Regions from separate parts of the Mus musculus genome. Here region 2 is linked to region 1. Evidence: chromatin contacts called from public HiChIP or PLAC-seq data. All regions are on one chromosome and are shown on one strand. The core of a region is the stretch at or near the end of the contact, and the rest is flanking DNA. Distances in the headings are between cores, read along the strand shown.

Evidence for each region. HiChIP or PLAC-seq counts read pairs in DNA pulled down with a chosen protein or histone mark.
Region 2: an H3K27ac HiChIP or PLAC-seq map of embryonic stem cells shows a contact between it and region 1, with 6 read pairs. The contact joins two enhancer-like sites. A contact is called at or near these places in 1 of 39 promoter capture datasets (macrophages), 2 of 15 datasets of contacts at CTCF or cohesin (CD8 T cells and the NIH/3T3 cell line), 7 of 484 Hi-C or Micro-C datasets (B cells, CD4 T cells, the G1E-ER4 cell line and 4 more), 1 of 115 datasets of contacts at active chromatin or transcription factors (embryonic stem cells) and 3 of 9 other capture datasets (adipose tissue, liver and pancreatic islet).

What each region holds. Positions count from the first base shown.
Region 1 is chr11:77,652,402-77,656,143 of GRCm38.p6, reverse strand. No RefSeq gene overlaps it. Among named protein-coding and RNA genes, the nearest start is that of Gm23132, 4.4 kb to the left of the region's middle. Within about 2 kb of position 1,908, at least 9 of the 459 cell types and tissues checked have an H3K27ac peak or open chromatin away from gene starts, as enhancers often do. A contact at or near this core is called in embryonic stem cells, where this site is marked.
Region 2 is chr11:77,737,197-77,740,938 of GRCm38.p6, reverse strand. No RefSeq gene overlaps it. Among named protein-coding and RNA genes, the nearest start is that of Cryba1, 14 kb to the right of the region's middle. Within about 2 kb of position 2,123, at least 9 of the 459 cell types and tissues checked have an H3K27ac peak or open chromatin away from gene starts, as enhancers often do. A contact at or near this core is called in embryonic stem cells, where this site is marked.

The DNA of each region.
Region 1 (3,742 bases), core at 659-3,158:
CAAAATTTACAGAAAAAAAAAAAACCCAGAAACATCCCTACATTCCCACAAGTGTACTTAAACACTTAGGTTAATTCTAGATCTATTAAGCTGACAACCAAGAATAGCCATCACAATGATATCTCTCTCCTCCTCCCCTCCTCTCTCTGTGGTTAAATGTTGTAAACTGGAACCCCAACAGGTAAAAATTAGGGGAAAGGTGCCCAGAGTGACTAACCCCAGCACTTGGGAGATGGAAGCAGGAAGATCAGGAGTTCAAGGTCTTTCTGGGCCCTGAAATATGAGATCTTGTCTTGAAAATAAATAAATAAATAAATAAATAAAATTAGAGGAACAGGCTGAGAATGTTAGCTTAATAATAGGGCACTGTCTAGCATGTGCAAGACCCTACACACACACACACACACACACACACACACACACACACTCAGAGAGAGAGAAAGAGAGAATGGATTTGCTTCTTAAACCTTTTGTAAAACTTCCTGTCAGGCGTGGTGGTGCACGCCTTTAATGCCAGCACTCAGGAGGCAGAGGCAGGCAGATTTCTGAGTTCGAGGCCAGCCTGGTCTACAGAGTGAGTTCCAGGACAGCCAGGGCTATACAGAGAAACCAAAAAACCAGGCTGGAGACATGGCTCAGTGGTTAAGAGTACTGACTACTGTTCCAGAGGTCCTGAGTTCAATTCCCAGCAACCACATGGTGGCTCACAACCATCTATAATGGGATCCGATGCCCTCTTCTGGTGTGTCTGAAGACAGTGACAGTGTATTCACATATATGAGATAAATAAATTCTTTAAAAAAGAAAAAACAAAAAACCAAACCAAAACAAAACAACAACAACAACAAAAAGCTTCATTCTGCCAGGCAGCAGTGTCTCACACTTTTAGTCCCAGCACCCATGACTTTGAGGTTTGAGATCAACCTGGTTTACAGAGAGAGTTTGAGGACAGCCAGAGCTACACAGAGAAACCCTGTCTCTCTCTCTCTCTCTCAAACACACACACACCCACGCACACACAAAATCATTCTATTTCATCTACAAAATACTTGCCCTTTTAATGATGTGACATAACATGTATGTAGATAATTAACAAAACATGACATACCTACCAGTAAAATGTGTGTTCTGAGGAACAGTGGGAAGTCCACAGCATCAGGGAAGGGAAGAAAATGAGAGCCACTGGCTTATCATTCAGTTCCAGAAGGCTAATTATGATCATGAGCTAGGTCATCTATTTTTGTGAAAGTAAACTGTTATTTGCAAAGAAATGGTCTATTTGAAGCTTTCTCAAGGGGAATCCAATAGCTCAGCCTGAGAATTTTGTTGTGAAGTGTCTAGATCTTTTTTTTTTTTTTTTTTTTGAGACAGGGTTTCTCTGTGTAGCCCTAGCTGTCCTGGAACTCATTTTGTAGACCAGGCTGGCTTCGAACTCAGAAATCCGCCTGCCTCTGCCTCCCGAGTCCTGGGATTATATCTTTTTTTTTTTTTTTTTTTTGGTTTTTCGAGACAGGGTTTCTCTGTGTAGCCCTAGCTGTCCTGGAACTCACTTTGTAGACCAGGCTGGCCTCGAACTCAGAAATTCGCCTGCCTCTGCCTCCCGAGTGGTGGGATTAAAGGCGTGCACAACCACGCCTGGCTGAGTGCTGGGATTAAAGGTGTGCACCACCACGCCTGGCCTAAGTGTCTAGATCTTTATGGCTTTTGCTTAAATATACTTCTGCATTGAACTACATGGTACCTAGATAACTAGAGTCAAAGGATATTGTATCCAGGGTGAGTCTCACCCTCATCCCCACTCTAGACAACCCTAATCCCCCACCTCCATGCCCAGTGCTAGACACACTGCTGAGCGGGTGCATGTAACAGTGAGCAAATGCAAAAGGCCTGCAGGTATTGATCTTACAATTGCAAGTACGTGTAAGCACTAGGGGAATTTGCAAATACAGACTCTGTGAGTAATGAGAATTACCTACAGGTAGGAGGAGGGTGGTTACTGTGTTTGTAGATGCAGCAGAAAATGAGATTGTCAGGAACAGGCTCCATCCATTGTCTGTCTTTCTATCTGTTATCTGTAGTATGTCTGCATTCACCCCCTGGCCCAGCTCCTGTAAGCAGCCTAGGAATATCACAAGGAGACACCATCTGTGAAGAGCTTTTGGGGCTGCCTTCTAGGAATTTGGCAGGAATTTGACATTGGTCTAGGACTAGGAAGTAGGCTCAAGATGAATACAGCTGAGGAATGTGTTCTTTGTATCTCTTTTTTCTTTCTTTTTTATTTTATTTTTACTCTTTGTTTTTGTTTTGTTGTTGTTGTTTTTTTGTTTTTTGTTTTTTGTTTTTTTCTTTTTTTGAGGCAGGATTACTCAGTGTAGCCCTGGCTGTCCTGGAACTCACTCTGTAGACCAGGCTGGCCTTGAACTCAGAAATCCACCTGTCTCTGCCTCCCAAATGCTGGGATTAAAGGAGTGTGCCACCGGCGCCCAGCTGTTCTTTGTATCTTGATGGGTCTTGTTAAGTCTCTGAATACAGTAATCATGGGACCTTTGTTTATGCTTTGTTTGTTCCTTGGTTACTTTGTTTATACCTTAGGACTTACCATATTCTTTGTATGTACCTAGAATGATATAAAAGTAGACTGGAGCTGGGCGTGGTGGTGCACGCCTTTAATCCCAGCACTTGGGAGGCAGAGGCAGGCAGATTTCTGAGTTCAAGGCCAGCCTGGTCTACAGAGCAAGTTCCAGGACAGCCAGGGCTACACAGAGAAACCCTGTCTCAAAAACCAAAAAAAAAAAAAAAAAAAAAAAAGTAGACTGGAATGTGGGCGCCTGGTGGCACACGCCTTTAATCCCAGCACTCGGGAGGCAGAGGAAGGCAGATTTCTGAGTTCGAGGCCAGGCTGGTCTACAGAGTGAATTCCAGGACAGCCAGGGCTATACAGAGAAACCCTGTCTCAAAAAACCAAAACCAAACCAAACCAAACCAAAACAGACTGGAAAAATAAACCCACTTCAGCCTCAGCACTGGCTGGAGTTATCTTATAATGTTGTCTAATTGTGTTTTTCTTTTCAGTGCTCACTCCCTCCCTTGAGACCCAGTTTGGCTGACTGAGCTAGCTTGGTCAACCATCACACCTAACAGGAGTCATTTTACCTGTGGACGTCATATTGGAGCAGGGACAATCTTTCTCCAAATTCTACCTTACCCCAGCCAACATGCCTGAACCAGACTCACAGAAAATGCTCATGCCTGAACCATGACTGGCTTGGAGCAACAAACCTAGGCAGCATCTCAAGGGAGCCACGTCTCAATAAAACTGGGATTCTGATAGGAAGAAAGAATGGGAGGAGCGAAAAAAGGTAAGGAGTTGGCAGGGTTTCTACCATGTTGTTTATTAGTGATTGTTTGATATTGTCATGCCGACAGGCCATGATCAGAAAATATACTGCCCAGGCCTTAGTACTTATTTACATAACAGGCATTGATTACTAACAATGTTCATAATCTGTCACCCATTCTTTTTTTTTTTTTTTTTTTTTTTTTAAATTTTTTTTTTTTTAAGATTTATTTATTCTATGTAAGTACACTGTAGCTGTCTTCAGACACTCCAGAAGAGGGCGCTAGATCTCGTTACGGATGGTTGTGAGCCACCATGTGGTTGCTGGGATTTGAACTCTGGACCTTTGGAAGAGCAGTCGGGTGCTCTTACCTGCTGAGCCATCTCACCAGCCCCTCTGTCACC
Region 2 (3,742 bases), core at 874-3,373, 85 kb before region 1:
GACCTCAGTTAATGGGTTGACTGAAATGGGATGAGAGCAGGAGCCAGATTGGCAGATGCTGACAAAGGTGGGAAGATGGAGAGAAGCAGGAGGTAGAGATAGCACCTGAGTTTCTGATCTGGAGAGCGGACTTAAGTGGGGTCACCATTTGCTGAGAGAAGAGATGGAGGAGGCTCAGGCAGATGATAATAAAAACCTCAGTGTGATCTCCGCTGAACTGCAAGGGGGTGGGTGGGGAAGCCAGAAGATAGCCAGTGCAAAGTCAAGGGATACAAAGACAGTGAAATGACAGTAGGTGCTCAGATGCACCCCACCTTGAGAGTTGATGGCTCCTCTGAAGTGAAGGCTCTGGGTTTTTCTTCAAAGCCTGTAAGTCTCTCTCCCTTTGCCAAGTCTGGAAGGAATCAGCCTCCAGGACAGGAACCAGGCTGGAAGGTGCCAGATGAGAATCTCCCCAGTGTCCTCAGTGTGTGCTGACAAGAAGGCGCTCCCCTTGCCTCCCAGTCTTCTGTTGTGTTGTAAATATGAGAGGATGGGCACCTCAGACCTTCCGGTTCTCTTCAACCCTTGTATTGCATTGTTATTATTCAAACTATGATTATGATTATATATATGTATGTGTATATGTATATATATATGTGTGTGTATATGTATATATATAAGTATATACATGTATATGTGTATATATATATATATATATATATATATATATGTATGTGTGTGTGTATATATATGGGTGTTTTTCTTTTTTTCTTTGTTTCTGTTTCTGTTTTTTTTTTTTTTTTGATTATTTGTTTTTTCAAGATAGGGTTTCTCTGTATAACCCTGGCTGTCCTGGAACTTGCTCTGTTGTGGAAAATATTAATTGGGAATTTCTACTCCTTTCTGCTTTTGATCATTCAGTTTCCAGATGAAAGACACAACACCTTTACATTTATAGTAAGCCTTAACAGCACTAGAGCTGAGCAGATACCAGCCCTCTAAGCTATTTTGTCTACTTCCCTGTCAATAAAGCCCAGATGTGACTTGCCATGTTCTGCCTGGGCTGTTCTTACAATGACTGGCCCACGGCCAGTTCTTCTGATCCCTTACTCCATGGTGTCTTCCTCTCTTCTCTCTCTCCTCTTCCTCCAGCCTCTGCCTCAGACCCTAATCCCTAGAAACCAGAGATCCACTACCTCTCTTCTGCCCAGCTATAGGCATCTTTATTCAACTAATAGTTTTAAATTAAGGAGCAGGGTTACATAGCATCACTTGGTACATGAGGATTTCCTTGTCCCTGAGGCAACCAGGTCTTGGGGACCAGTATTTAGCATTATGATACATGGCAACATACCAAACCTCAACACTGGAGATCAGGCAGGTCTCAAACTCAGAGATCTACCTGCCTCTGCCTCCCCCCCCCCCCCCCCCCCCCCCCCCCCCGACCTCAAGTCCTGGGGTTAAAGTGCATCGCCACTGCCTGTTTTTTGAGCATGCATGTTTGCATACCACTTCCATGCCTGAGTAGCCAGAAAGCCATCAGTTTTCCTGGATTGGAGTTATAGACGGTGTGAGCCAGAATGTGGTGCTGAGAACCCAGTCCGAGTTGTCTGGAAGAGCAGCCAGTGTGCTCATCTCTGAGCTGTCTCTCTAGCCCTATAATTATGATTTTGGCTAAGGTTAAATTATTTTAAATTAAATGCAGGGTACAAGACACTAATCCCATTCCCCTACCTTCTCCCCACCTCAAAAAAGAAAAGAGAAGAAAAAGTCTATCAGCAGAAGCAAGCTAATTGCTGGAGGACCCTGACAGGTGAGCCACATGCTAAATGTTTTGTTTGTTTGTTTGTTTGTTTGATTGGTTTGGGCTTTTTTGGGGAGGGGTGTTGCTTATTTGTTTGTTTTGTTTTGTTTTTTGAAGCTTGCTCTGTAGACTAGGCTGGCCTTGAACTTACAGAGATATACCTGCCTCTGCCTCCGGAGTGCTATGATTAACAGTGTGAGCAGGGACTACTGGGCCCCTTCTAAGCTCCTAAATCACTCCGTTTCTCTTTTCTCCATTCCCGGACCAGGTTCCTCGGTTACCCACTGCTCCAAAGGCCCTATTCAGGCCTCAAGGTCACCTCCTGCCATTCCAGTCATCTCTGTTGAAAAGGTATTTTGTTTTAAGTTATCTACATTTCTTTGGGCAGGTATGAGCACAGTGCAGATGCCTATGGAAATCAGAAGCGCTGGGTCCCTCTGGAGCTGGAGTTGCAGGTGGTTGCTGGGAACCAAACCTCCGTTCTCTGCTCTTAACTGCTAAGACAGATTGCCAGCCCTTCCTGCTATCTTCTTAAAAACCGGTTAGGGTCAGGCACTTGGGAGGCAGAGGTAGGGAAACTGCTACGTGTTCAATACCATCCTGGGCTACATAATGAGACCCTATTTCCTCCCTCAGAGAAATACAAAGAAAAGGAATGAAAATTAGCATTATACTTTCATTCTTTCTTTTTTTTTCCATTCCTTTTTTAAAAGATTTATTTGTTTACTTTATGCATGTGAGTACACAGTCTCTATCTTCAGACACACCAGAAAAGGGCATCGGACCCCCATTACAGATGGTTGTGAGCCACCATGTGGTTGCTGGGAATTGAACTCAGGACCCCTGGAAGAACAGCCAGTGCTCTTAACCGCTGAGCCATCTCTCCAGCCCTTTTTTTACATTCTTTATTTTTCTACTTCCCCTACTAGAAGAAACATTATTTATTTGGAGTTTTGTTTTGTTTGTTCATTTGTTTGTTTGTTGAAACAGTTTGTCTCTATGTAACCTGGCTGTCCTGAAACACAACAGATTAGGTTGGTCTTGAACTCATAGAGATCCTCTTGTCTTTGCCTCTCAAGTGCTGGGATTAAAGACATTTTCCACCCCACCCAGTTTACCCCTACCTCACCCTGCACTTTTAAAGTGTGGAAGAGAGAGAGAGAGAGAGAGAGAGAGAGAGAGAGAGAGAGAGAGAGAGAGAGAGAGAGAGGGAGAGAGAGAGAGAGAGAGAGAGAGAGAGAGAGAGAGAGATGCTTCCAGGGACTCTTTATGCAAATTGATTGCTTCACTGCTCACAGCAATTCTAAGAGCTAGATGTGTGTTTGTATCAGCCTAGAAGATAATAATGGATTGTAAATTAACTAAATTGATAGAGATTGATAGTTAACATGGTCAAAAACACTGTTGAGCCCAAGTAGTGTGAATACAGACAGTCCTAGCTGCAGGGCTGTTGGCATTGTTTAACACAAAATTCCCAAGTTCCATCCCCACAGAGTCTAACTAAGCCTGAGAGAACAAGCAGGGTCGATTTTTAACTGCACTTTCCATGGACCACGCTTTGAAAACTCTCATCTTTTCTTCTAGCAAAAGTCTTTCCTATGCCTCTGATCCCTCTTCCCCAAGGAGCTTGCTTTCCACTCTGGCTGGGAATGCTGATGCTCTGAAGCCTGACGTACGCCCCCTGGTGGTCAGAGACGAAAGATCAGGAGGATAGCCAGTAGGATCCCTGGTCAACAGGACAAATTACCAATATTCTAGAATTACATTCAGCCAGTGATCCCCTGCCAGCAGTAAGCCAATGTCACACACAATATACCTTACAGAAACAAGGCTTCATACGACAGATCCTCCAGGGTGGCTGTCCACCTGTTTTGTTTTTGTTTTTGTTTTTTTTTAATCTATAGATAGATTCATTCCAAGCTGCATGTGGGCAAACTGTTCTCTGGTCCAGTTATC